Regions from separate parts of the Mus musculus genome. Here regions 1, 2, 3 and 5 are each linked to region 4. A link is a contact called in public ChIA-PET and HiChIP or PLAC-seq data. All regions are on one chromosome and are shown on one strand. Each heading gives the region's core, a stretch centred on a gene start, on an enhancer-like site or on the middle of the called end of the contact. The rest is flanking DNA. Distances are from core to core; before and after follow the strand shown. Region 1 has its middle 62 kb from the start of Cry1. Region 2 overlaps Btbd11 (BTB (POZ) domain containing 11). Region 3 overlaps Cry1 (cryptochrome 1 (photolyase-like)). Region 4 holds the start of Btbd11 (BTB (POZ) domain containing 11). Region 5 overlaps Btbd11 (BTB (POZ) domain containing 11).

Region 1 (5,506 bases), core at 2,330-4,829, 140 kb before region 4:
CATGGAATATCTCCAGGCTCGCGTTTTCTCATTTATGAAGCAAGAGGATTGAACCAGATCTTCCGTTTATATCTTGAATGTAAAAAATCATAATTAAAAACCTTACTGATAAATACTTAGAATGGCACAAGCCACATCTTATCTGGAATTAAAAAAAAACTCAGAGCGCTTGGATATGGGGCTTTCCTTGTGTATCTGAGTATAATAAATTCACCAGCTTCAATGTGAACCCACAGTCCAGAGCCCAGAGTGAGCTTCGCTGTAAAATATGGCCCCTAAATGTATAGATTTTTAATTTATTAACTTGTTTTTGAAACCTAGCTTTTGGAAAGTTATTTGTTCTGGTGCAAAACTTAAAAAAAAATCCAGACAATAAAGAGAAATCCTTTGCTGTTAATAGAGGTGAAAGCAGAAAGAAATGAAGTTAATCATGAGAGAAAAGGAGAGGCTGGGAGTAACTTGACAACACCCTGACCGAGGAGCCTCTCACAAGGCACGTGTGCCCTGATTTCCTTTGAACAGAGATGAGAACTAATTTTATCCAAAGCTTTCTGGTGAACAGAATGTTTTTATGTCCTTTATCTTATTTGATCCTTACAACAATCTGACAGGGAGGCATTATTAATATCCGTGTTTGACAGAGAGGGTAAGATCTGCTCAAGGTCAGACAGCGTTAAGTCTGTGGTAAAACTGGCCTGAAATTCCCCACATATGGCTTCTCCTGTTCTGGGTTTGCCCCAAGCTGCAGCTAACCTGAGGAAAACAGTGAATGTCCTTAAACGACAGAATGCCAGTGCAGGTACCTCACATACAGGATGGTAGAGCAGCCACTAGTCTTTCATTCCAGGGGTCTTACTTGGTTGCTAGGCTAACTGCTATACTAACTAGTTAGCCACTCTTCACCTAGTAATCATTGATTTATCACTTACAATGTGTATGTATTCCTGGCACAATGACTTTTGAGTGGCTTTTGTCTAAGTGGTTACTTACTGACTAGGGCCTTTTATTGATAACAACACCATTTTTATGCACAACCTACATAGTTTGTAGTTATGGGAGGGATGGTAAGTCCTCGATTTGTGGAGTCCCACATTACTTTTTTTTTCCTCATCCCTTTGAATAGGACTAGTGACCTGACTCTGACGTAGAAGGAACCAAGGCTGGAACTCCTTGGGGAGCTGCTTCCTAGAATTAAGTAGAACCAAGCAGCAGCCAAGCATGAATGTCTGGTATCAGCCAGCTGCCTCTATCGTAGGCATCAACGTAACTGGAAATATGATGTTTCTCGTTCCATAAAACCAAGAGGATCTCACCAAACTGGTTCTACTGCAGCAATCCAGAAGAAGTCTTTTTGTACCACAAACATTTTCAATATTGGTTAAGAGTTGGACCACCAGCCAGCAGTGGTGGCACATGCCTTTAATCCCAGCACTTGGGAGGCAGAGGCAGGCAGATTTCTGAGTTCAAGGCCAGCTTGGTCTACAGAGTGAGTTCCAGGACAGCCAGGGCTACACAGAGAAATCCTGTCTACAAACAAACAAACAAACAAACAACAAGAGTTGGGCCACCAACATAGGCTTAGACAGAAGACTTTCTATTTTTTAAAAGGAAACAGGTGTCACGAAATACCTCAGGAACATCTGTATTCTAAAGGACTGAATCCATGGCATATGATCATTTTAGAAGCATTAGAATAGTTGAAGCAGTTGCCAGCTGTTTCCTGGAGATCCCTAATATCCATGCTTACCATGCCGCTCTCTGTCTGAGGAAGCTTCCTGGTCTAGTCTCAAGATCCTTGCTAACCCCAAGAATCCCAGCTGGGGTTGGTCAGAGGAGAATTTGGCTAGGGAACCAAGGGAGGGGAGGTCAGAGACTTGTGTGCTGGCTTCCATTCTTGCAAGGTAGCCTTACATTTACTATGGTCTGCAGAAGTGGACTGATGTCCTCAAGCATTCGTGCTTGGCTCCTCCCTCTTCCGGTTTCTGACAAGTTGTTTCTTCCTAGATCCCTTCATGTGTGTGGTGTTATAGAACTCTGTTCTCTATGGATAATATGACCACTATAACCTTGTGAGCACCCCATGCATATGCCTGATGCCTGTATCAGAGGAGGGCATAAGATCCCCTGGAGCTGGAATTATAGGCAGTTGTGATCTACCTTCATGTGGGTGTTGAAGACAGAATCCAGGTCCTAAGTGCTCTGAACCACTGAGCCATCTCCCAGGCTCCGTCTTTATTGTGTCAGACAGAGCAGTCTGATGAGCCAGAGGGGACCTTCAGCATATTGGATCTGTTAATGGTGCCTCATGGACAGAAGACATGGGAAGTGTCATCTGAGATTCTAGCCACTCAGTTTTTCTATGTCCCCTCTTCCAGATGTATGACATTCTACCCTAGCTGCACATGGCCTTGGGAGGTTCTAGAGCAGTGGTTCCCACCCTTCCTAATGCTGTGCCCCTTTTAATACAGTTCTTCATGATGCCCAGCCATAAAAGCACTTTGTTGCTACTTCATAACTATAATTTTGCTACTTCTGTGAATTGTAATGTAAATATCTGATAAGCAGTATATCTGATATGTGAACCCCAGGGGGGATGTTACCCACAGGTTGAGAACCTGTTAGCATCTAAAGGAGGTAGAAAGTTGACTGGGCATGGGTGGAATCATTCTTTGGTGCCTTATCTAGGATGAATAGATGTTCGTTCATTTCTACCCAGAAGTTCATGCAGCTCCAGGCTTCATACATCTTCCACTGTGGCCCCTCTGGATCTCATTCATACCACTGGCCTTAGTTTCTTAGCTAGAGAGAGAGAGAGAGAGAGAGAGAGAGAGAGAGAGAGAGAGAGAGAGAGAGAGAGAGAGAGAGAGAGAAAGAGAGAGAGAGAGAGAGAGAGAGAGAGAGAGAGAGAGAGAGAGAGGAAGAAGGAGGAGGAGGAGGAGGAGGAGGAGGAGGAGGAGGAGGAGGAGGAGGAGAAGGAGAAGGAGAAGAAGAAGAAGAAGAAGAAGAAGAAGAAGAAGAAGAAGAAGAAGAAGAAGAAGAAGAAGAAGAAGAAGGAAGAAGAAGAAGAAAGAAGAAAGAAGAAAGAAGGAGGAGAAGAAGAAAAAGAATCCCTATCCAATCAAATTTGCCATATATTTCCATTTACTGATTTTTCTTTTATTAATATTAGCATTATGTTTTCAACTCCAAGCAGGTGGTTCATTTGTTTGTTTGTTTGTTTGAGACATCCTCCTGCCTCTGGAGTGCTAGGATTTCAGGCATGTACTGCTATCTCAGCCAGAATCTTTCTTTATTGTTCTCAGTAATATTTTTATCAGCCTCCAGGATTTGGGGCTTTAGCCTTTCAGGGATTATGGCTATAGGACTTTTTGTTCAGTCTCTGTTATGTGTCTCTCATTTTTTTCTTCTTGTACAGACCCTTCGAAAATCTGATTTTACCAGCACCATCCCCCAGTCACATGGCTTCTTTACTGCTCCCAGAATCTTCTAAAAGAAGAAATTGCTAACAAGGCAAGTGGAGGATTCATCAAATGTTTTGCTTTTCCCAGAATGAGAGTTCCATCAGTTGGGGGGCGGGGAGCTGAGCTATGAGGAAGCCTGCATAGGAAGTAAAACTTGCTTTGAGATATTCTGTGTGGCCAGAAGGGTTCAGGTGTGCTTGTTTCTGTTTGTTCTTGGCCCTGCTTCTCCCCCATCCCAATTTTACTAGAAGATTATATACCGGTTTTACCCATTTCTATCTGAGCTTTGGGCTAAGCCTTTTCCCTTCCCAAATTGTCTCCATTCTCTGAGGAAGACTGTGTTCCTTCTCCAGTCCCCTCTGCTAGCTGTATTTCTTTGATCCTGCCTCTCTGAGAGGCAACTTTCTCCTCACATCCACTCTTCCTGAACCCATTCATCCTTTTCACCCTCTTCTTCTCCCCCTCTCCCCCAAGAGGCAGCAGAGTACAGTGGTAAATAATGGAATATATATATATATATATATATATATATATATATATATATATATATAAATATATAACTCGGACAGAGGAAGGCATGAAAGCCCTGCTGCTCTCTAGACTGAATGACTTTGGTGAGAGGACTGAACCTAATCTTTCACTTACTTCTTTCACTTGTAAAATGGGCAAAATGAAGACTCTCAGCCTAGGGGACTGTTTCAAGAACCAAAAGAGACCAAGAATATACTATGTGTGGCTCATAATGAATATTTAATAGACATTGGTTATTTATTATAACCCTGTTATGTCACCCACATATGAGCTTTAAAGTGTTTTTTATTTATTTGTTTGTTTGTTTTCTCCAGTGGGACTTGAAGTCTTTGAGTCCCTTCTCCAAGAGTCAAGCAAGAAGTTCTCTGACTTAGCCATTGTGTCCGTCTCCCTGTCATTGTTTCCCAGTTACTACTCCAAATGGATAAGAGTTACTTAATATGTGGGTATATAAAGTCAAATTAAACCCAATATTCATGGAGTGTCTTATAAAGAAACAGTTGCAGGCGATGCTCATACATAGTTTACAGAATCAGATACAGGTGGAGAATAACTTCATTTTTTAAATTGGTATATATTCACTGCAGATAGTATTGAGTTTCAGAAGGCCATTTCTATTATTTAAGATTTATTTTATTAGTCTGAAATAAGAGCTCTCAGCTACTGATGGTAGCCCACACCTTTAATCCCAGCACTGAGGAGGCAGAGGCAGGTGGATCTCTGAGTTTGAGGCCAACCTCATCTGTCCTATTCCAGGACAGCCAGGTCTACACAGAGAAATCCTGTCTTAAAAAGCCCCTCAAAAATCATTTTATTTTATTTTATTTTATTTTATTTTTAATTGTGTGTATATATCTGTGTCTGTGTATGGGTTATGTGATTGCAGTCCCTATGGAATCCAGAAAAAGGTATCAGGTGCCCTGGAGCTGGAGTTATAGACAGTTGTAAACCACCTGACATGGGAATCTAAACTTGGATCTTCTGCAGGAACACACACTCTTAAACCCTAGCCATGTCTCCAGCTCTCACAAAGTCACTTTCGTGCTCATATGTAATGTACTTTGAGCACATTCCACTTCCTATGCTTGGCACGTGTGGTGGTTTGAATAAGAGTAGTCTCATAGGCTCATCTATTTGCATAATTGGTTCCCAGTTGGTAGAACTGTTTGGAAAGGATCAGGAAGTGTGGCCTTGTTGCAGGAGCTGTGTTACTGGGTGTCTTAGGGTTTCTTTCCATTGCTGTGAAGACAACTCTCATAAATGAGAATATTTAACTGGGGCTGGCTTACAGTTTCAGAATTTCAGTCCATTATCATCATGGTGGGAAGCATGGCTGTCTGCAGGCAGATGTGGTGCAGGAGGAGCCAAGAGTTCTTCCTCTTGATTTGAAGGCAGGCAAGAGGAAACTGTCTTCTGCAGGCAGCCAGAAGGAGGCTCTGGATCACCCTGGCCACACTATGAGACCTCAGAGCTCTACCTTCACAGTGACACACTTCTAACAAGGCCACACCTCC
Region 2 (5,062 bases), core at 413-2,912, 180 kb after region 4:
ATTGCCAACTGTTTGAGGAAAACTAATGGTGTGTAACAAAACAGCCTTGCCATGCAAGAGAGTTTACACTTGAGGAAACAGAGTTCATAAAACAAGCAGACCAGAACCCTAGAGGTAAATATCATCCAGTTATTTCTTCATAGATCCTCACTTTACCAAAAGTTCCCCTCTACCCATTGCTTCCTAAGGCACTTTCACGCACAGGGCAAACAATGTTCCTATTTCAACAGATTCCCAAGGGCTATCCTAGGGTTGTGCAAAAACGTGCAGAAGGCTGGATGTAAATGTTCTATCAGAATGCTTACTTGCCTAAGTTAAGCCCAGGGGGACTTCTTAAAGCGAAAGAAAAGCTCTGAAAGACTGGGCATGAGCAGTCTTTGTGAGAAGTTGACCTGTGGTTCATTCCCTGGCTCTGTTCCCCTGGAAACTTGATAAAAAGTTTCAGTGTCGGCTGTGTTACTAGGCAACACTGTGCAGCACCCGAATGGCCACATATTGATAAATTACACCTGGCCTGATGGTTCTGGAAGTGTTCGACAAGGACCTAGAGCTTTAGGATTTTCTCAATTCTCTGACTCTTGTCACTCTTTTGAAGGGACCTTGGTGACTAAATCTATGAGATTCCTCTAAGACGTGTGGGATTTGTAAGCTACAGAAATCCCCACAACTATTCAGGCCAACCTTGTCCCCACACCTGAGTGTTCCCTGGGTAGATGGTAGCTTCTCCAGAGTAAAAGGCTCCCTAGATTTCTATTAACTAGAACATAGGGTGCTGGCTGCTGGGCCAGATTGAGGTCTAGGATAAATTGTGAGTCTGAATGTTCAGCTGAGCCTTCAAAGACTTCTGATATTCAATGGAACCAGAGAGCCACAACTCCAGGGTCACAGCCTAGAGCAGTAGCCAAGTGACACCCAGGCCTACATCAGTGGAGGTGACACAGACACCTGACGCACATCACTACTACTGGCCATGAGACACTCCGGAAGACTTCTGTCACCATTGCCCCAAGAGAGGGAAATCCCTGTCACCATTCTTGTCAGCTAGACATGACACCTGTCACATTGTGTAGTTTCAGATCATACACTTGAACCTTTGCAGGGAAAGCTGGGAAGGGGAATTTGTAGCTTGGGGAACCATGACACATAGCATGGGAATTCCCATACCTGGGAATGTTAGCTCTGGTTTTTGGGAGCCAAAAAGTCCCTACTACACACTTTCTTCTTTACTCTTTTTAAATAATAACAACAACAATAATAGTACACACATGCTTTATTTTCATAGTTTGTATTGAACTTTATTGGACGTACAGGTCATGACTGGTTGGCTTATACTCTAACATATGAGAATCAAAATATTGTCCCAGAACAAAGACACATTGAGTTGACACCCTGGAAGTCTCACAAGCTGAAAACAGAGTAGAGAAGATAGCTCTGGCCATTTCAACAGGTATTATAATACCTTTTCTCAGAGAAAGGATGCCAGCTCCTTTTTCAGAGGGAGGACCGAGTTGGCTCATTCATCTGGTGGGCCTGGATGAACAAGCACAAAAAAGGGCCCTGCTTGATATATGCCTGTTGCTTATCTCTTTGTTATGACAAACATGCTTCACAAAAGCGACTTAGGCAAGGAAGGATGTGGTTTGGGCTCACAGGTGAGGACAAGGAACTCATAAAAACAAGAGAATGAGACAGCTGGCCACACTGCATCTACAATTGGGAGGCAGAGAGGGGATGGAGGCTGGCCCTCTGCTGGATCTCTTCTATTTATTCATTCTAGAACCTCAGGAAACAGTGCTATCCATAGGTAAGGTGGGTTTTCTCATCTCAACTAACCTAATCTACACAATCCTTCACAGACGTGCTCAGAGATCTGTTTCCACGGTGATTATAAGTCCCATCAAGTTAACAACTAAGATTAACCACTGTAAGGACTTTTGGAAACTGGCCCCAAATCTCAACCACCACACAAATGATTTATAATAAAGGAGACCAGCCATGCCAAATTTGAAATAACTGATGCTAGAGGCAATGGTTTAAAATATGATATGGTTGTAACTTGGACATAGCTACAACTTACTTTATCTGACCAAGGTAAAACTTTATTCCAACCCCAGTAAGTGTGAAACTACAGGTTATAGTTCATGAGTGTGCTGTATGTCAACATGGTGCACACATTAGCAGACGACACCCTATGGCCAAACTGGTCCACTGCCTGATTTTGAAAATACAGTTCTACTGGGACACAGCTGCACTCATTCACTTACGTATTATTTAGATGACAGCTTTTGAACTGTGGCAGAGTCAATTCCTAGCGACAGATAGTTCAATGTTCATAAAACTGAAAGTAGTGTTTGGCCTGTTCCAGAAAAATACAAAAAAGCTGACCTTGATGTGAATTGTAACTATCACTTAAACAACAAATTCAGATTGAAAATTTAAATACCACTATACTCTTCATGGGGTAAGGTATACACACACACACACACACACACATATGTGTGTGTGTGTGTGTGTGTATATGTATGTGTATATATATATATGGATTATGTACGTGTATATATATGGATGGATGTGTGTGTGTTCATGAAACTTTCCCTCTAGACCCTGTTAACCCAGTGGTTCCCAACCTTCCTAATTCTGAGACCCTTTAATATGGCTCCTCATGTTGTGGTGACCCACAACCATAAAGTTATTTTTATTGCTACTTCATAACTGTAATTTTGATACTATGATATGTAATATAAATGTCTGATATGCAGGACATCTGATGTGTGACCCCTGTAAAAGTGTCATTTGACACCCTCCCCCAATGAGTCCCAACCCATACATTGAGAATCTCTGTCTTAACCTAGCTGGAGTTGATTAGCTTGCCCAAGGGCACGTAGTTCAAGTTGGAGGATTTGAACCCTAGGAGTTGACCTCTGGTGTGTGTTCATAGTCACTAGGCTGGTTTCCTCTTAACAGATGATGGCGTTCTTTTTCAATGATAACGTTTGAAAGCCTCATCCCAATCAGTGTCTTTTGTGATCTTCATGGATGTTTATATGTCATAAAATGAGCATCCTTATTATATAAACTATGATGAGTACCGAAAGGCTATGAAGAAGAAATTCTGCATGGCCCCTGTGACCAGAGGCAAGGACTGTGACTTCAGACAAAGGTGTTTACGTTCCTTCGTGACACTGGGTCATGGTTTTATTGCTCTGAAGAGACACCGTGATCAAGGCAACTCTTATAAAGGACAGCATTTAATTGGGGCTGGCTTACAGTTTCTTGGGTTTAGTCCATTATCATCATGGTTGGAAACATGGCAGCATCCAAGCAGGCATGTTGCTGGAGAAGGAGATGAGAGTTCAACATCTTGATCCTCTGGCAGCAGAAAGAGACTGTGTACCACACTGAATGTAGCTTAAGCAAAGGAGATCTCAAAACCTGCCCCCATAATGACACACTTTCTTCAACCAAGCCACATCCACTCCAACAAGGCCACACCTCCTTAATAATAATCCCACTCCCTATGGGCCAAACATTCAAACACATGAATCTATGGGAGCCATACCTAATGATACATGGGCATGCCGTTATATTCTGCCTATTGATTAACCCCTGAAGACATACATTTCAATGAACTGTTCTGCCACTGGGCATGGGACTTGAAGTCAAATGATGTTCTAGAATAAATGAAGTTCACTTGCTGCATTCATGTTGAAGACAACTGAGGTACAGACTGGGCTCACCTAGAGTCATGGTCATGTTTACAGAAGTTGTGCACAGTGGTGACTCAGGTTCGTTGCCCATAAGTATCCTCTCCTGGGAATTCTCTCTTCCTTCTATCCCACCAGCTAGCCACCATCCTCAGTTCATATTACAAGGTTAATCTTGGTTAATCTTGGGCATCACCTCTTTTACCAACCCTTCTTCCTGCTTGACTGTACTAAGTAACCAGAACCTAGCTCAGTACATTGCAGATCATAAGCACCATGTGGGTGTTTGCAGGACCAAGTGCGGCTGCATTCTAATACTAATACAGAGCCCTGGGTGCTGTCTGGGAGAGCCATTTTGTCAGTGCCCACTCAAGCAGTCCTCATCTTGGTACGGGCTCTGCAGTTTCCAAGCTGCATACTCTCCAGGCTTGTTTCCATAGCTGTCATCCAGAAAGGACTTCTCCTCCTTCAGCTGTTTGGATGACTGCTAAACTCACAACCACTTGCCATGCAGTGCGGTCAGTGACACACACTGTTAACAATCAGGCATTTCCACCTACCTGCCCTCAGGGACCTAGAGGATGTTCTACGTCATCACCCCATGCCAAAAAATGTGCCAGATGTGCTAGGTGCTGCATATAAAAGGGCCCTCTGCCACCCCATGGGATACTGTTATTTCATCAGCATCTACTCTGTGCCTGGCTTGTACCATGTGAGGCACTTTGTAGACAGAGTGCAGTATCACCCTCACATCCTTGACTGCAAACAAAAAATATTAAACTGATAGTAAGGAAAGAATTCTTATTCATATTCTAGCAAACATAGCCCACTCACTATATATAAAATTGATGCATAATAATTATATCTATTTACAAGGCACGATGAGATTTTGATCCATATCCATATATATGTGTGTGTGTGTGTGTGTGTATGTATATATATATATATATATATATATATATATATATATATATATATATATAAAACAAAAGAATTACGCCGCTTTGGGCACTCTGGAGCTATAGCACTTGCATTGGTATCCTGACTTTCACCCTCATTGACTGAGTGATCTTGGATAAGTTACTTAGCCACTCTGAGCCTCGCTTTCCTGGACTATAATAGAAGCTGAAGAAGCTTTGCACATTGATTCATTTAAAGCACTTTAAAGGTCTCAGCCCACATTAGAAACAATGGCCAGCACCACCTTGCTGTCTGTGGTGTCTATCAGTGAGCTTGAAGCAGGCTCAAGGATTTGAATTGCCTGGGAATCTTGTTAAAATGTAGATTGAATTCATTAGGCCTGAGGGGTGGGGCTTAAACTTTTTCTTTCTAACTAGCTCCCCCACCACGTACCCCTC
Region 3 (5,764 bases), core at 2,504-5,003, 220 kb before region 4:
CTGGAGCAGTAGGGAAGACTGCTTTCATTCCATCCAGATTCTGTTCCTCTCAGGGGGGCACATCTCAATTTGTGTCTACTTTGTTTCTTCTTATTTGTTTGCCTTTCTCACAAGCTACATTCTCAGTGAGAAGTAACTGTGAGGAAAAACACCTAGAAATGCAGATCCAGTAGGTAACCAGAGTTAAGCAGACCAGCCCCATGTCCAGTCTTCAAGGGCAGCAGTCACCACACTAGCAGCACAGGAGACTATCTGTCCTCTCAGGGCTGCACCACACAGCACTGTCCTGAGGGTATGAATAGTATCCTGTGCTTCCCTCCATGCTCATGCCACCAACACCCCATAGTCTTGCTGCTATGACTATAGCTGTAGTTATTAGTGACGTAAGTTCTGTCTAACATGCTCCTCCTTTAGCAGGTACCTTCTCCATAGCTTTGAGGGTCATCATTTCATCTTAGGAAGTCTCACGGTTTTGTTAAACAGAAATAAAACATTGTTCTCACTTTTCTATCTTAACTACCCCAACCCACTCTGACTCACTACTACAGTGTCTAACTGTTTTGAGAGAAGGCTGTTGTTAGTAGATGCACACTGACACAAAAACATGTGAGGCTCCTAAGAGTGTACACAAGTGTGCATCCTCTAATAAGTGACAAGTGTTTATGGGCACTTGTAGAACTTCATGTGCTTTCTTAGCAAGACTGGGGGTGTGGGGACAAGACACATGGTCTTGTGTAGTTCAGGCTAGCCTTGAGTTTGCTATAGTCAAGGATGGCCTTAATCTTCTGATCCTGAGTTCTGGGATTCTAATTATGTGTCACTGTGCTAGGTTTCTTTATATGGTGCAGAGACCGAATCCAGCATTTCTCACATGTGAGGCAAGCATTCTCTCAGTTCAGCAGCTGTAGCCCCCAAAGAGATGTTTTATTTAAAAAAAAAAAACAGTTGTTAAAGATTATTTATTTGTGAGTGTGTAGCTGAAAGGGTGACTATTCATGTTGGTGTGTGTGTGTGTGTGTGTTGGGGTGTGTGTGGTGAGGAATGCCTGTGCATATCACCAGAGGACAGGAGACGGTCAGATACTCTCGTCTATAACTCTCCACCTATTCCTCTGAGGCTGGGTCTCTCCCTGAACCCGGAGCTCACATTTAACCCTGCTATACCGGCAGACAGCAAGCCCCAACAATCCTGCTTGTTTCTCCAAAGCACTAGTATTGCTGGCATTTGAGGGGCACCAGGCTTGCTAGGTGTTTGCTAGGATCTGAATTCTGGTCCTCAGAATTTCGCAGTGCTTTTAACTAGTCTCAAGCTCACCTCTCGGCAAGGTATATCTGAGATAGCTTAGATGTTAATAAAGATCAAATAACATTTTGGTAAAAGAAATAGAATGAACTAGCTTGTTTAAGTAGAACTAGCACAAAGCTCACATGTCCTGTAGAGTAAATCCAAGGCAGAGGTAATCTCTGAATCTTGGCTGTAATCAATGAGACCATGTTTTCTAATGAAACTCGCAAGAAGAGTTTTTCATACTAAACTTAATCATGGAGCCATGCCTATAAGAGGTAAGGTGGAAAAATATAACACCAAAAGGATATAACTAGTTTATAAGATGAACAACCAAGTCTAGATTAACATCATGCACATGAATTCATATTCACGCACCTATAAGAACTTTTCTTTAATCAAATAAAATTTATACTACGTGTCAATTTATGTTTAGATGTGCACAAGTAACTGGAAAGTAATTTACCAAGGCTCTTATTATATCTACCCTTGAGAAATGAAGTTTTGGTTAGAGATAAAAATGGACATATAGCTTCATTAAAAAAAAAAATCTCAGAATTGGCAACCAGCACACATTCCTTCAGAGTAGAAAGGGTGGGACCATATCTGCAACTTGTGAAAAACCTTGAATTTCTCTGTCTATAAAACTGAAGTATAATAGGACCCATAACATAGACATTTTCATGAGAACAGAATCAGTTCACACATGTGGGGCTCACAGAGCAGTCTCTGTACACAGTGAGCACTAGTATGTGTTATTTAATACCTCTCAGTTTCCTCCTTGCTACCAACTTCTATTTTTACTACAATAATTCTAGTTTTATCTCTTGCTTGTATTTGCTGCAGTGTCTTAAAATAGATCTACCTACCAACAATCTCTATCACCATAATCCAGTACATTATCAAATCATTGTGAGACGTATGATCTTGTACAAAGGTCTTCAAAACTCACTCCTTATATAGTAAAGAGCAAAGTATGTTCTCAGCTGCCATCCAATGATCTCAGGGCCATTTTCTACCCTGCTTCCTGCTGCTCCTCTGTACCAAGCTACTACTCTGTGATCTGTTCTTCAGTCTGAAATAATTTTGCCAATTCCTATCTCAAGGTTATATCTTATTGTCTTAAGTCTTAGAGTTGAAGGTACTTTCTCTATTCTCTCAACTGTCAGAGGAGAATGTATTTAGTCCTAGAAAAAATTCAAATTGTTTCTTACAGCACACACAACTGCATACAAGCATGTATACACATGTATACATATACATAGACACACACACCCCACTAGTTTCTGTGGATTTCATATTAAGTGCCTGTGTCTGATTCTTAACGTATGTTTTAGTTTCTACATCTGGTAAATATCGTCATAGGTCTTGCATAGTCTATTGAAAAGGTTTGAAGTAGGATATGCTAGTGGGCTTGTTTTCCATAGCTTTTGAGGGGATTAGAAACACATAAAACCAACTAGTAGCACAATGGCTAAAACCCATTAAATAGAAGTTACTGTTACTTCTCCTTCAGAATAATTTCTTTCTTAAGGTTGAGCGGGGAACTGTAAACTCATAATTCTCAAGATGTGGAGCAGGAGGATCCCAAGTTCAAGGGCTATAGCAAACCCACATGACCCACCTTAAAAAGAGAGAGAGAGAAAAAAAGGGTAATACCTGTTTTTGAAAACAAAATCACATGTATGTATACATGTAAATACTTGGGCACAGCAGTAGGAGAGACTGAGTTAGTTGGATGCTCAGCTTATACAGGATCGCACTAAACGTGTGCCTTTCCCTGAATGTGACTGTAACCCAAGGTTTGATTTTCCCCAGTGACAAAGCCAATGCTAATATAAATAGCTAACTATTTAAAAGGTACTGTACAATAAAAACTCAAAATTAACTCATCTTAAAGCCTGTGATTCTGTGGTAGTACTACAGAAAATAAACCTTCAATAGTGTAGGTTCAAAGTGTCAAGTCACTGATCAGTGAAATTTCTTTTTGGTGATAAATAAAAACTATTATTTGAAAGCTATACAAAATCTAACCCTTTGTCCTTTGCCCTCAATTTAGAATGGGGTCACTCAGAGTTCAGACTGTGTGCTCCAGAGAATATCATTTCAACATTCATATAAAGATGTCTTAAAACATCATTCGACACTGAACAGGCAAATTTGGCATACACTGCATAGTCATTTACTCCCATTTGAAGGTCTGGCTAATAAAACAATAGAATGGTTTTTAAAAAGGCCAAATGATAGTAAAACTCACTGCACTCCTTAATGTATAGAAGCACAACTTAATTATAATACTGAATGAACCACGAAGAGATTAATGCACTTCTTCATTTTAAATATTTTAAGGAATTTTCCTCTAGAAATCACTACCTTTTACTACTATAAAAACGTACATGTAGTAACTTCCTTATGCCACTTCCAAAAGATGATTTCAACATGAATCAACAGAAATAGTTTCTAAAGTAGGTCATCGCTATAGCAACCAGTGGGTGGTTTAGCATACTCCCATCACAATGACCTACTTTCTAGTCTGTGCTAGGACAGCTTATATAACTAGTATTTCTAGTTCTGTCTATAAAATAGTCTGAAAAAGGCAATGGCAAGATACAACATAATCCCACTGCTACTGAAAACAAGACATTATGAATTCATATAACACAGTCATCTGTCCTATGCCATAGTTTCTACACTGTGTCATAACAGTCACCAGTGGAGATTACTCTTAGACTCTCTAAACCAAAACCATACAGTGTCGACCCTAGAGACCCGACTTAAAGAATATATACTAAAATCATTAAAATCACATGAAGAACATCTCCATGTATTCTGTACATATGAAAAAAAAAGATGTGGACCTACTACCATAAATAATAAAAAAAGAAGGGTTTTCAGCCATACCCCAAAGTATTTGATTAGAGATTTAAAAACTATAAATAGCAATTTGTGTGTCTCTAAGTATGGAATAAGGTTTTTATATGCTCCATTTTTAAAATTTCTAGCAAACTCTTAGTTCTTTCATTTATTCTGTCAACTGTGATACACATTTTCTTAACAGCCAATACTCAAGCATTTAATCCAGATGAAGTACACATCACGAAGGTGAATTCTGCACTTGTCAGGCTCAGAATTAAAAGCACAGGTCCAGAGACATAGCAGAACAAAAAGTTGTTTCTAAAACCAATGTGTTGCAATCAAAACAAAATTTATAGGTAACCTTCTCACAAGCCCTTCCAAAGAACCAACAGAGGCAGAACAGGGCTTTTAGTGTGGTTGCTCAGGTGTGACCCAAGAAAATGATTATGTGTGCAGTACAACAGTAGAACATTCACTTAGCATGGTCAAGGCTCTAGGTTCAGTTCTCAAACATCAAAAATTAAGAAATTAAAGAAATAATGAAAAAAGCTGAAGGTCAGGCCTGGCAGTACACACCTGTATTCTAGCATTCTAGAATCTTTAGGCTACTGATACAGGAGTATCTAAACTCAATGCCACCTGGCAAACTCAGCAAAACCGTGACTGAAAAAATAAGACATTATATAAAAAAATTTTTAATTCAAAAGCTGCAAACCCAGCAGACTGGTGAAGTTGTGTCACTGGGTGTCTCAAATAGGATGAGCCCTGCTGTTCTTGGTGATATGACTCACTGGGGTAATAAGCATGACTTATTGAAGTTCTGAGGCTTCTCTTGATGTGTACAGGTATTAAGTGAACCCAGAAAATCTCTATATAAAGTAGTATTTCAATACCCCTGGTTTGATACACAATGAATTTGGACTTCCATTCAGAATATGAGAAACTCTGTTCTGGACTCAAGTCTGAGGCTACACATTACTGTCTGAGGCACCACAGGCTACACTAAAGACAGTGTCCCACTTCTGGCCTGTCCAGGTCCTCTAGCTTCCTTCAGCCATTTTAACAACTAAAACTGCCTCAGAACAACTCTAAAATGCCTTCCTTCCAAGGAGTGATAACTAATTTCATCCACCAGTTTATGAGAGCTAAAACTGTGATGTTGTAATGTCCACAGAGCTAGGAAAGGTACTTGAACATGTGCACCATATACAGAAACTGCTTACAGCCTTCTAGGATAAAAGACAACTTTGTAGCACAAATGGGTAATACTGACACACTGTGAAAAAGCAGAAGGAAGAAAGCATTTCTTGTCTTTTACTCCTACTCTAAGGCAAAGAAGATATAAAAAAGTCAAGGATACAGTGAAGGTAAAGAAGAACCTTTAAGGCAGAGGCAGGAGGATTTCTGAGTTCGAGGCCAGCCTGGTCTACAAAGTGAGCACCAGGACAGCCAGGGCTACACAGAGAAACCCTGTCTCGAAAAAAAAAAAAAAGAAGAAGAAGAAGAAGAAGAAGAAGAAGAAGAAGAAGAAGAAGAAGCACCACCTTTGACTATCTATACAGTTCAATGGCATGGAGAAAGATGGAGAAGGACTAGCCACTGGCCAGAAAGTTCTGAGTAAGGC
Region 4 (5,273 bases), core at 2,109-4,608:
TGCCTTCAAACTGAGATAGCTTTATTTTATAAGTAAAATCTGTTTTCCTTTCTTCTGATTCCATAGGTAATAAGTGCTCTGTGGAAAAAAAAGGGGGGGGAGTGTAAAATCTTCTAATAAATATGCTCAGGGTTATTACAAAATGTGGAGCCTTATTTCAGTTACACAACTCTACAAGGTAGGTTGACTGGGGCATCTCAGAGATAAGAAAACAGAAGTGAAAAATGGGGGCTGGAGAGATGGCTCAGTGGTTAAAGCCCTGACTGCTCTTCCAGAGGTCCTGAGTTCAATTCCCAGCAACCACATGTTGGTTCACAACCATCTGTAATGGATCCGATGCCCTCTTCTGGTGTGTCTGAAGACAGCTACAGTGCACTCATATACATAAAAGAAATAAAATCTTAAAAAAAAAAAAAAGAGGTGAAAATGGATGGAACTGATGAGCTCAGGGCATACGGCTGGCACAGTGGCAAAGACAGCCTGTACCAGGCTGACCCCACACCACAGGAGGGAAGGAGTCAGCGTGCAGTTCCATGCGCTGCTTGGTGTGAGTTTCCTGCACATACATGAAACCTCCTCAGGTCTTTGCTCGCTGTGCTCCACCAAGCACTCAGCGTCCTCAACAAGCTCAACACCTCAGCGTATGGGCTTGAGGTAGACAAGATGGCCAGGAAACCGTGCAGAGAAATGAAAAGGGCTTAAAACAAGCACTGAGCCACGTGCGCGGGGATACCTTCTGCCTGGGAGGAGAGCAGGCGGCATCAGGAAAAGAAAACATCGCAGCACTCTCAAATGGAGCCGAATCCCACTGGGAAGAGAGGAGGTTTAAGAAAGATAAGAGGGGAGAAGGACATCTGCACGAAAAGAGCAGCGGCAGGGAATGAGGGAGACAGGCTGGGATATCAGCCTGTAGGAGGGATCCGACCTGCCCAGAGCGCACAATGTATGTGTGAGAAAGCCCACCCTCTCTCTGCCTTTGTCTTTGCCTCTCTGTCTCTCCTTCTGTCTCTGTGTCTGTCTCTCTGTCTCTCTGTCTCTCTCTGTCTCTCTGTCTCTCTCTGTCTCTCTCTGTCTCTCTCTGTCTCTCTCTGTCTCTCTCTGTCTCTCTCTGTCTCTCTCTCTCTCTCTCTCTGTGAAATTACAGAAAGGAAGTTTAAGAATAGCGTGGGACTCCTGAAAGCTAAGTAATAAGTGTAAACTTTAGGTACTTGGGAGACTAAATAAATAAATAAATAAATAAATAAAATAGCTCACATTTTTTGATATGAGTGGTTTGTTAGTTTTGATTTTGTTATGCGTGACAACATAAGAGGTAAACTTTAGGAAGATTCTGATATTAGAGAACAGGAAAGGGAACGTGTTGCTATGGACGTGTATTAGGATGGAAATTACAGGATGACATGGGATATGCAGGATGAACGGCAGGGAATCCACAGCTGCCTATGCCCCACCCCCATCCTTACTGAGATTTGAATGACAAACAAAAATGATAGGCATTTAAGGTGTACTATGTGGTGTTTATTATATGTATTGTGAATAATTACCATAATCAAGAAAATTAACATACCTCTCAACCCATACATCTGACCTTTTCCTCTGCCTGATAAGAACACTTACAGACAACTTCCTACCGACATCATCATTCACTCTAGATGCCACCCTGCATGTATGTAATGTCTCTAGAACTGTGGAACACATCATCTGTAAATATAAGTCTGTGTGCTGAACAATCCCCCGCCCCTGTCTGCACCCAGTTACCATCGTACATTCTGGTGCTACTGTGTGATTCTTTTTAGAGTCACACAATAAGTGAGACACTCCCCTTAGCAGGATGATACTGTCCAGATTAGCCATTTGTTATACATGGTGAGATTTCCTTCTTTTTGAAGTCTGAACAATATTCTCTCTTAGCGATTGCAAATAATGCTTCAATGAACAGGGAGAGGGGAGTAAATAGATCTTTTAAATAGTGGCTTTATTTCTGTTTGGTAAAGATCCAGATGTGGGATTATTGGATCACATGGTAGTTCTAATTAGTAATTTTTTGAAGATCTTCGGCATTATTTTCCATAATAGCTATATCAATTTCCCTTCTCACCAATAGAGTACACTCTTCTTTATCCTCCACACCCTTGTTGATGCTTGTAATCTTTTGACTTTCTGATAATCGCCATCCTAACAGGCATGAGCTGGCAGCTCCTTATGGTTCTGATTTGCAGTTACCCTGATGGCCAGTGATGTTGAGTGTCTTCTCACATCCCTTCAGCCACAGTTGAACGTTCAAACCAGCAGTTCAAAGCACGTCCTTCCCTTGTCGACTCATACATTTACCACAACTCCCTAGCCCAATGTGGGATCCAGACAAATAAATAGATAGTAGCAAGCCAGCGTGACAAGGGCCCAGAAATGTGAAGCCATCGAAGAGGGTGGGGTGGTGGAAACACCCAGGATAGTTTTGGGAGATCAGGGTGGGCTTCTTGTAGGAATAGGATTGTGTAAGGGAGGTAGGAATCTTTGAATGAATAAGGTTTTTCCTAAGGTAGGTAGAGATAGACAAATAGCCAAGCAATGATGCTGTTAGACACAGAAATGCAGCAGACACACACATATATTTTGTATCTTTCTTTAGCTGAAAAGAATATTCTCCTGTGCACAAATTTAAGTTTGAGCAGTCTAGAGCATTGTCCACCAGAACCACAGAGTGGCCGGAACACACACACACACACACACACACACACACACACACACACACACACACACCCTGGAACTTAAGGGTAGATTCCTGTCTGCCGAACAAACCTAGAAAGTCCTGGTGACAGGTGGTTTATGGCTAGAGATTCGCTTCCCAGTGGCAATTATCAGTCTCCCCCTCACTACTTTCCTGTTTTATTTCCTTCCATGCTGGAGCAAACCCAGGCTGAGAAGCGGCACCCGCCTGAATTAGTCAGGGTGCCTGAAGAGGGAGGAGAAACGTGCATCTTGTATGGGCTGGTGGGAGGGAAAGAGAAATCTAAAATGCCAAAGCAGAAAGTAACCCTCGGACAAACACTTTATGAACCGCAGAGTGGAACAAATAACGATATAAATGATATTTTTGTCGATAGTTCGAAAGCAGAAACTAGGGAAGCTACAGTTGCAGGATGACTGTTCTTCTCCAGGCTTCCACCTAGGCCGCGGATCCCTCCTAGCTGCAGCCCTGGTCAAGGCCTGGGGGGGCGTGTCTGAGGGGCGGGGCCGCATGGAAGGGAGGAATAAAAAAAAAAAAAAAAAACCTAAGTAATTAGCATCCCCCGATTCCATTGGCTCTTCGACGGCCCTGCTTTGCATGCGCCCGCCCTCTGACTGCTTGGTTTGCTGGGGCTCAGCAGGGTTTTGCAGCCGCCTGGCTACAGCGCTTTAGTGCGGGGCGGGAGCTCAAGAGAACCGCGGCCCGGATCCCGGAGCCGGGGGAGCCCGTAGCCCGCCGAGCTGCGGCGGCCGTATCTGGGGCGATCTAGGTCCTATCGACACTGTGGCCGGCTCTCGGAGGCTTCTGCATCCGTCTGGTCCCAGGGAGGAGAGGACCAGACACTTTTATTTTGGATGAAAGGCGCGGGTCCTGGCGGGAGCTTCCTTCCCGGCCTGGCTCGCGGCTCAGTGCGCCCTCGCTCTGGCCCCGACTCCAGAAGATGACTTCAGGTTCCGCCGTGTATCTTCCCGTGGTGACGGCTCGGGGAGACAGGCGAAAGTAGTGACACTTGCTGGCAACGCCAGGTGGGAAAGTGAGCCTAGGCGACGTGGAGCCCCGCTGTCCCCGAGGACCCCGGTGCCCACAGATCCTTGCCTTTCCTTCCCCTCGGCTCCACGGCGGCTGCAGCATGAAGTGGCGCAGCGATGGCCAGGAGAGGTAAGAAGCCTGTGGTGCGAACGCTGGAAGATCTGACGCTGGACTCGGGTTATGGTGGCGCGGCGGACTCTGTGCGCTCCTCCAACTTGTCTCTGTGCTGTTCTGACTCTCACCCGGCGTCCCCGTATGGCGGGAGCTGCTGGCCGCCTTTAGCTGACTCCATGCACAGCCGGCACAACAGCTTTGACACCGTCAACACTGCCCTGGTGGAAGACTCCGAGGGGCTGGACTGCGCCGGTCAGCACTGCTCGCGGTTGCTGCCGGACCTCGACGAGGTCCCCTGGACCCTCCAGGAACTGGAGTTGCTGCTGCTGCGCTCGCGGGATCCCCGGGCAGGCCCAGCGGTCCCCGGCAGCCTGCCCAAGGACGCGCTGGCCAAGCTCTCGATGCTGGTAAGCCGGGCTCTAGTGCGCATCGCTAAAGAGGCGCAGCGCCTGAGCCTGCGCTTCGCCAAGTGCACCAAGTACGAGATCCAGAGTGCCATGGAGATCGTACTGTCCTGGGGCCTGGCGGCTCACTGCACCGCTGCCGCGCTGGCCGCGCTGTCCCTCTATAACATGAGCAGCGCTGGCGGCGACCGCTTGGGCCGTGGCAAGTCGGCGCGCTGCGGCCTCACCTTCTCCGTGGGCCGCGTGTACCGCTGGATGGTGGACAGCCGCGTGGCGCTGCGCATCCACGAGCATGCCGCCATCTACCTGACCGCCTGTATGGAGAGTCTCTTCCGGGACATCTACTCGCGGGTGTTGGCCTCCGGGCTACCTCGTAGCTGTAGCGGTCCTGGCCCTGGCTCCAGCTCCGGTTCTGGCCCAGGCCCCGGCTCAGGCCCCGGAGCCCCTGCAGCGGATAAGGAGCGCGAGACTCCGGGAGGGGGAGCGGCGAGCGGTGGCCCTTGCAGCGCAGCCAGCAGCGCCAGCGGGGGCAGTAGTTGTTGCGCCCCGCCAGCCACGGCGGCGACCGCAGTCCCGCCAACCACAGCCACCGCCGCCGTCGCCGCCAACCATCATCACCACCACCACACGCTTCACGAAGCGCCCAAATTCACCGTGGAGACCCTGGAGCACACGGTCAACAACGACTCGGAAATCTGGGGGCTCTTGCAGCCCTACCAGCACCTCATCTGTGGGAAGAACGCCAGTGGTAAGTGGCTCTGTCAACTCCGGGTTCAAGTTTGCCTCTCGTCCCCCTCCCGCGTCTCTCTGGCCACTCGCGCTCTCCACGGCCTTAGAGGTAGGGGCCAGAGTGGAGACAGCCAGGAACCCGTAGGTTCACTCCTGAGCTTGGGATCCGCGTGGTTGACACTGGTAGTAATGTTCCCAGAGCACACAGGGTTCCGCCCCCTTTGTGCAGGGCCAGGAGGTTGCTGCCTCCCGCAAGACAGGAGCAAAAT
Region 5 (5,900 bases), core at 2,781-5,280, 150 kb after region 4:
GAAAGAAAAGGAGGTTGCTTTCTGCTTACTGTTTTTAATGTGAAAGTTTTTCAAATGCCTATGTGTGACTTTATGATTGCTGTTCGCAAACGGTTTAGGTGTTTTAAGTGAATGTCTGCAGAAGGAGCAAGTTTGTAAAGGGACATCTAAGAGAAAGGATGTCAACTTGTGGCTGTCTTCATTATCTCAGCATCTATGCAGGGAAGGAGACACTCATTCTAGGATGAAGGTCATTAGAGAGTTCTGCAGAAACAGAATCCAGCCAGGGGTCTCACCCAGCAAAACCCAGGGGCTAACTGTACTGTGTGGTAGAGGTGAGGTAGAGGTGAGGCAGAGATGAGGTAGAGGTGAGGTAGAGGTGAGGCAGAGATGAGGTAGAGGTGAGGTAGAGATGAGGTAGAGGTGAGGTAGAGGTGAGGCAGAGATGAGGTAGAAGTGAGGTAGAAGTGGAGATAGAGGCGGAGGTTAGAGGTGGAGGTAGAGGTGAAACAGAGAGATGAGGTAGAGGTGAGGGAGAGGTGAAGTAGGGGTGGAGGTAGAGGTGAGGTAGGTGAAGGTAGAGATGAGGTAGAGGTGGAGGTAGAGATGAGGTACAGGTGAGGTAGGGAAGATAGGGTGGGTGTTGAGCACACAGAGAAACATGGCACAGGATTCTTATCTCATTGGCTGAGCCAGAGGAACTCACAGGCAGCACTTGGGTCCTAGGCAGCCGAGGGACAGAGAACAGTGTGGATGTTGCATTGCTCTGAGCTGGCTGGCAGCTGAGCTGAGACTTCTGCTGATCTCCCGTGGCTATTTGAACCAGAATGATATTCAGGAAACTTGGCCTCATGTAGGTTGGAATGAGACACCAGAGCTGGCTCTCAGGGAGGTCGCTCGCCTCAATGATATAGATGCTCAATAGGCACTCTGACCCCTCCTTGGTCCAGCCCTACCCACTTCATTGAAATTCCCTTCTGTGTGTTGCTCCAGCAATGAGCATCTTCATGCAGTCACCATGACACATCTGTCTTCTAGCCTTTATACCTTCCACTAGCCCATCCAGGTCACACAATGAGCATGCGTTCATTCTCTCTTTATCCATGAAGCCTTTCTTGGCCTGCCACCCAGGTGGAATACCCAGTTCCTTATTATGCCATCCACATAGCATGCAGAATTCCTTTACAGCACCTGCAGCACTCATGGACATGGACAGGCTCGCCACCTCACTGAGTTCCTTAAGGGCAGCTTCAGTGTGTCTTACTTTCCATTGCAGCCCCAGTCAGGCACAGGGTGTGGAGTCAATGGATGGAAGGACAGAAAGAAAGATAAGATGTGTGATGAAAGAGTGAATGACAGAAGGATAGATGGACATTAAGCTGCATGAAAGCAGCTACTTTGGTATATTGTCTACTGGGTCTCTGTGGTTTAGCACATTGTAAATCCTCACACATTTTAGTTTAACTAATTAAAAATGACCTGTTATGTGGGCGGATGGATGAATGGGTAAGTGGGTGGGTGGATGGGATGGATGGATAGATGGGTGAATGGATGGATGGGCAGATGGATGAGTGAGTTAGAGGACGACTGGGTAGATGGTTGGATGGATGAGTGGATATATATATTTGGATTATAAATATCTAAGAGGTAGATGCACAATCAACTTGATATAAAGCAAAATAGTCCCAGTTGTCCAAAATTCTGCCTGATCTATTGCCATGAAAATAATTGAAATGTCAAAGACTATTTCTAACTCGTAGAATTTTACTGTTAGCCACACCCCAAGGCTGATTTTTATCCAGTTCTGTGCCAGTTTTCCCCTCAGTGTCACTACTGTGCGAGGATCAGGTGAGCTTTGTAGAAAACCATCCAAAGACCACACACTTTCCTCCTGGGAGCTGACCACTGTTGATACTTCCACAGCTACGCCAGACCTCGTGGGAGATCTTCTATAACACTCCTCCGAGACTCTTCTTAGGAAGAGTTAGGGCTTAAAGCAAGTGCTCTCATGACCCACTAAGCCGTAGGAAGTTCCTTCACTAAAGATATGGGGGAACTGGAAAATGTGGTTTTTCTTTCCTTTCAAGGTAGATAGCACTGAGGACCATGCAGAGAGATTGCATGGATGATACAGTGGAGGCAGGACCCTAGGACAGAAGAGGGTGGAGTGCGGAAGGGGGCCAACAGCCTGGCAGGTATGATTAGCAACAATCCCTACTGGCAGGACTGAAGAGGGCAAGAAGTATCTCCCACCCCAGGGCTCACGTGAGAAGACTGCATCCAAGGAGCAGAAAGGAAGTGTGCTTAGCACGATCTTAAGCATACATGGCCTTTTCTCCAAACCCAGGCCCCTCAAGTAAAGACAGACCCACCCTGTGCCCCTTGCGATTAGACTCTTCTCTTTTTTTCTTACACCCAGCATCCACTTAGCATCTTCGTTGTCTGGCCCGGTTTATGTATGCCCTCTAATTACTATAATTACTCTGCCCTAGCCGCCCTAGAGTGGCCCTTCAAAACCAGGTCCAATTCCACCCTTCTCCATTCAGGATCCTCCAGTGTGTCCCACCTTGCTCAAGGTCAGACCCAACGTCTTTGGGGGTCACCCATTAGGCCTCACCCAATCCATCCTCAGTGTTCTATCACCAGACGACATCTCCGGACTTGCTACTCTGTTCCTTTCTCTAACAGGCTCAGCACACACCACCTTCGGCTCTTCCTCCTACAGACCCCTTTGTTGTCCCACTCTTTAATAGAAATACCTGATACTTCCTGTCACTTCCTTCAAGCCTCTACTTTAGGGCTTCTTCTTCATCATTTTCTGCCATTTCCTCTGTGGCCCCTACTGCCTGTTGCTGGCATATTTGAGTCATGTTGTTAGAGTGTTGATTTGAAACACAAGTACTAGGCACAAATATCAAGGCTTTCCAGTACTTTGCTACCATATCCTAAGAACCTAGAGCATTGCCTGGCGCCTAGTAGGTGCTCAGCTAATGCTCACTGAATGAGAGAATGAGCTAAGCTTTTAACCCTTGACTTTCTTGCTTCTCCAGTTAATTCTCTCATTATGCCACCAGTGTTAGAGTCACATTAACCTTCCCATTGTCTCCGTTCCTTGCCTCTTATACCAAGTCTCTAGAGCAGCACAGCTCCCACAGTGCACTAAGCCCAGAGGGAAGCTAGCCCTAGCTCATCCCTAGCTGGGCAGGAGGAAAAGCTGGCTGCCTGTGGCTCTCAGAGGGAAGGACAGCTTGTGAGATCGCATTCAGCCACTTCCTGCTTGTGACTCCATTCTACCTGCCCTACCTCTCTGTGTCTTGTTTCTGGCAGTCTCCACTGCCCTTCTCGCTGCCTCCCTGGCTGCCTGGACTGAAAGTTCCTCGAAAGCAGGGCATGAAGCTTCTTCAAGTCCTTGGCATCCCAAGTCGGATAACCTGGATAACCTTGAATTTGTTAGACCAGTGGAAGTGGGGATAGAGGTGGGAAGAGAGGATGGAAATGCAGTGTGAGATCACTGTTTCTAGAAAATGGGCTGTGAGTTGAGAGAGAAGCATAGCGCCTTGTAGGTGAAGGTGGAGATTCTGGCCGGTTAATAAAGTCCTCTGTGATCTGCAGCTGCCTGTGTCCACTTACCACCCTCCGCTCTGGCACTTCCCCCACATGCTGAGCACCTGCCTCTGGGCCTTTGTTCCTCCACTGACTGTCCTCCAACAACAATTATAATGATAATAGCAGCTGCCATTATTGAGCTATTTATAGAGAGCAAGCTGTATTTCACTCATTTAATCTTCCAGCAGCAAGGCAACTGATGGCTGTGCTGGAAGTTCTCCATTATTCTATAGTATTCCCAAGGAAACTAGTGCTTCAGGGGAGGCTAACTAAATGCATCAGCGCTGTGGGCCAAACCCAGCTTCCAGAACTCAAGCTCTTTGAATTGCTCTGTGGAGTCTGATTCTCAAATCCCAGCTGGTACTGAGTCCCTAGGAAACATCCAAAACGGAGGCTGCCTTGGGCTTGCCTGGGGCGGCTTCACGGGACCACACAGGACAATACAGGGCGTAGTCTGACCTCTGCTGTTTCTTCCACAATATTCCAGCTGGTGGAGGCCTGTATTCACAGCTAAGCTGGAGGCCTTGGGCCTCAGGCATCGACCCAACCTGCTCAGGTATTTGCATTTTCTGAAGGTCAGCACGCCCTTCCTTAAGCAGGTTTTAGACTCCCCATCTCAGTGGGCCCTGGCACCCATTTCTAGAAAGGATCTACACTGATGTTTCCTCCACTCTCATTCTGAGGTGCTCTGGGTCCAATATTTCTAAGATCTCTGAAAAGGAAACTCGTGCTTGGGCAAACTGTGAACCAGGAACTGTGCTCACACTAGCAGAAAAAGGGCTTGTTTCACATAGACAGAGGGCAAACTAAACCAGCCCTAAATCTGCTTCCTGCTGCCAAATCTTTTTAAAATAAAAGAGGAGCTCCAAACTGGTGGTATAGACATAAAAAAAAAAAAAAAAAAAAAAAAAAAAAAAAAAAAAGCTCTGACTTTCTATTTTGTTTCTTCATAAATCTAACAGTAAAAGAAAGCCTTCTAGCAGTGACTGGGTTATTGACTTCCTAAATCTTTAGCTCCAAAGAACTTCATTTACTTACTTTATTAGCAAACATTTATCGACTCCATTCACTGTGCCAGCTTGTCCATATATATTATCCCATTTCTGCCTCTCCACCAGTCATGGCGAGAGCAATATCAAACACTGCGAAGGGTGGAATAGGGCCAGGACAACCAAGTCAGAGCCGGGCAACCCCCACGAAAGGTGGCGAAGTGGGCATTAGCAGTGAGCTGTGTCTCTTCCAAGGCTCCATCCCTCCCGTTCGCTGGGAAAGCCGAGCTGCTGGCAGGATCTTCGCTTTCAGCTTCTCACTCCATGGAAGACTGAGCCCAGGTTGGCAGCCAGCGCCAGCACAGTCTACTCTCTTGCAGCCAGAGACAGAGGAGGCAGAGCCCAACCCTGTGCCAAGAGAACCAGACCCACGTTGTCACCCCACCCTCAGCATGGCATATGCATCTCCTGATCCTGGCTACTTCCGTTGCTGCATCACAACTCTAGGTTACTCACAGGAAGCACCAAAGATAGGCAACCTGTAGGCCAAGAGTGTCAAGCCACCATACGTACTGTAGTTATGGTTCAAAGGAAGACCATTCAAATTCAGAGACTGTCCTAAACTATTACCTTTTGGTGCCTCCAAATCATCACATCACCATAATTAATAATTAATAATAATAATAATAATAATAACAACAACAGGTTCTTCTACTTTAGTGTAGTGTTTTTGAAAAGATAAAGAGAGAAGGGGTATGTTCTATGGAGGTGTGATGAGGTATGGGGGGAGGGGCTATCTCACTGGGCCCATGCCAAGGCATCCCTTCCTCTTGACAGATCAGCCATGCAATGGTATAGTGTAGACTAGAATAGAGTTTATTAAGGGCATGAGAAGGCCAGTTAAGGGGGTAGTAGAAGCAGAGAAAGGCAGAGACAGAGAGAGAGAGACAGAGAGAGAAAGAGAGAGAGAGAGAGAAGTAGAGGAATAGAGGCCTGCTATGATCATATGGGAGTAGTGAGAGAAGAGCAAGAAAGAACAAGAGAACAAGAGAGGAGCAAGAGAGCAAGGAGGGGCCAAGCAGCCCCTTTTATGGTGGGTTAGGCCTACCTGGCTGTTGCCAGATAACTGTGGGGCGGAGCTTAGACTGAATGCTAACAAGTCTGACTGTGAGAATTCAAATACATTTTAATGTAAATATAAAAAGTACTTGGTACAGTGCCAACTGATTTGGCACTCAGTAAAGCTTGGCTGGCCTCCTCCTCCATCAGCACCAGCATCGTCCCTGAGGGTGGGTGGGGGAAGGCTGGGTGCTGGCGAGTATGGGT

What was found. ChIA-PET counts read pairs in DNA pulled down with a chosen protein or histone mark. HiChIP or PLAC-seq counts read pairs in DNA pulled down with a chosen protein or histone mark.
Region 1: a contact with region 4 is called in an H3K27ac HiChIP or PLAC-seq map of SST interneurons, with 4 times the contacts expected there. The contact joins the enhancer-like site here to the promoter of Btbd11 in region 4. A contact is called at or near these places in 11 of 39 promoter capture datasets (the 3T3-L1 cell line, 3T3-L1-derived adipocytes, cranial neural crest and 6 more), 1 of 484 Hi-C or Micro-C datasets (nephron progenitors), 12 of 115 datasets of contacts at active chromatin or transcription factors (SST interneurons, bone marrow-derived macrophages, craniofacial prominence and 9 more) and 2 of 9 other capture datasets (liver and pancreatic islet).
Region 2: a contact with region 4 is called in an RNA polymerase II ChIA-PET map of memory CD8 T cells, with 216 read pairs. The contact joins the enhancer-like site here to the promoter of Btbd11 in region 4. A contact is called at or near these places in 7 of 39 promoter capture datasets (the 3T3-L1 cell line, 3T3-L1-derived adipocytes, embryonic stem cells and 3 more), 2 of 484 Hi-C or Micro-C datasets (CD4 T cells and embryonic stem cells), 21 of 115 datasets of contacts at active chromatin or transcription factors (craniofacial prominence, embryonic forebrain, embryonic hindbrain and 9 more) and 1 of 9 other capture datasets (pancreatic islet).
Region 3: an RNA polymerase II ChIA-PET map of memory CD8 T cells shows a contact between it and region 4, with 16 read pairs. The contact joins the enhancer-like site here to the promoter of Btbd11 in region 4. A contact is called at or near these places in 3 of 484 Hi-C or Micro-C datasets (epidermal suprabasal cells, liver and nephron progenitors), 5 of 115 datasets of contacts at active chromatin or transcription factors (embryonic stem cells, memory CD8 T cells and pancreatic cancer cells) and 2 of 9 other capture datasets (adipose tissue and pancreatic islet).
Region 5: a contact with region 4 is called in an H3K27ac HiChIP or PLAC-seq map of embryonic stem cells, with 36 read pairs. The contact joins the enhancer-like site here to the promoter of Btbd11 in region 4. A contact is called at or near these places in 7 of 39 promoter capture datasets (the 3T3-L1 cell line, 3T3-L1-derived adipocytes, cranial neural crest and 3 more), 12 of 484 Hi-C or Micro-C datasets (cerebellum, embryonic stem cells, myocytes and 4 more) and 26 of 115 datasets of contacts at active chromatin or transcription factors (craniofacial prominence, embryonic forebrain, embryonic hindbrain and 9 more).

Annotation. Positions count from the first base shown.
Region 1 is chr10:85,243,877-85,249,382 of GRCm38.p6, forward strand. No RefSeq gene overlaps it. Among named protein-coding and RNA genes, the nearest start is that of Cry1, 62 kb to the left of the region's middle. Within about 2 kb of position 3,580, at least 3 of the 459 cell types and tissues checked have an H3K27ac peak or open chromatin away from gene starts, as enhancers often do. A contact at or near this core is called in SST interneurons, where this site is marked.
Region 2 is chr10:85,565,594-85,570,655 of GRCm38.p6, forward strand. All of the region lies in intron 3 of Btbd11 (BTB (POZ) domain containing 11), which reads left to right. Among named protein-coding and RNA genes, the nearest start is that of Gm40731, 22 kb to the right of the region's middle. Within about 2 kb of position 1,663, at least 8 of the 459 cell types and tissues checked have an H3K27ac peak or open chromatin away from gene starts, as enhancers often do. A contact at or near this core is called in memory CD8 T cells, where this site is marked.
Region 3 is chr10:85,158,163-85,163,926 of GRCm38.p6, forward strand. The region is part of intron 1 of Cry1 (cryptochrome 1 (photolyase-like)); the gene reads right to left. Among named protein-coding and RNA genes, the nearest start is that of Cry1, 24 kb to the right of the region's middle. Within about 2 kb of position 3,754, at least 134 of the 459 cell types and tissues checked have an H3K27ac peak or open chromatin away from gene starts, as enhancers often do. A contact at or near this core is called in adipose tissue, epidermal suprabasal cells, liver and 1 more, where this site is marked.
Region 4 is chr10:85,383,456-85,388,728 of GRCm38.p6, forward strand. It overlaps Btbd11 (BTB (POZ) domain containing 11), which reads left to right and starts at 3,359. Exons shown (of 17, transcript NM_028709.2): 1 at 3,359-5,023. The coding sequence starts at 3,874.
Region 5 is chr10:85,535,976-85,541,875 of GRCm38.p6, forward strand. All of the region lies in intron 1 of Btbd11 (BTB (POZ) domain containing 11), which reads left to right. Among named protein-coding and RNA genes, the nearest start is that of Gm40731, 51 kb to the right of the region's middle. Within about 2 kb of position 4,031, at least 38 of the 459 cell types and tissues checked have an H3K27ac peak or open chromatin away from gene starts, as enhancers often do. A contact at or near this core is called in embryonic forebrain, embryonic stem cells and neural progenitor cells, where this site is marked.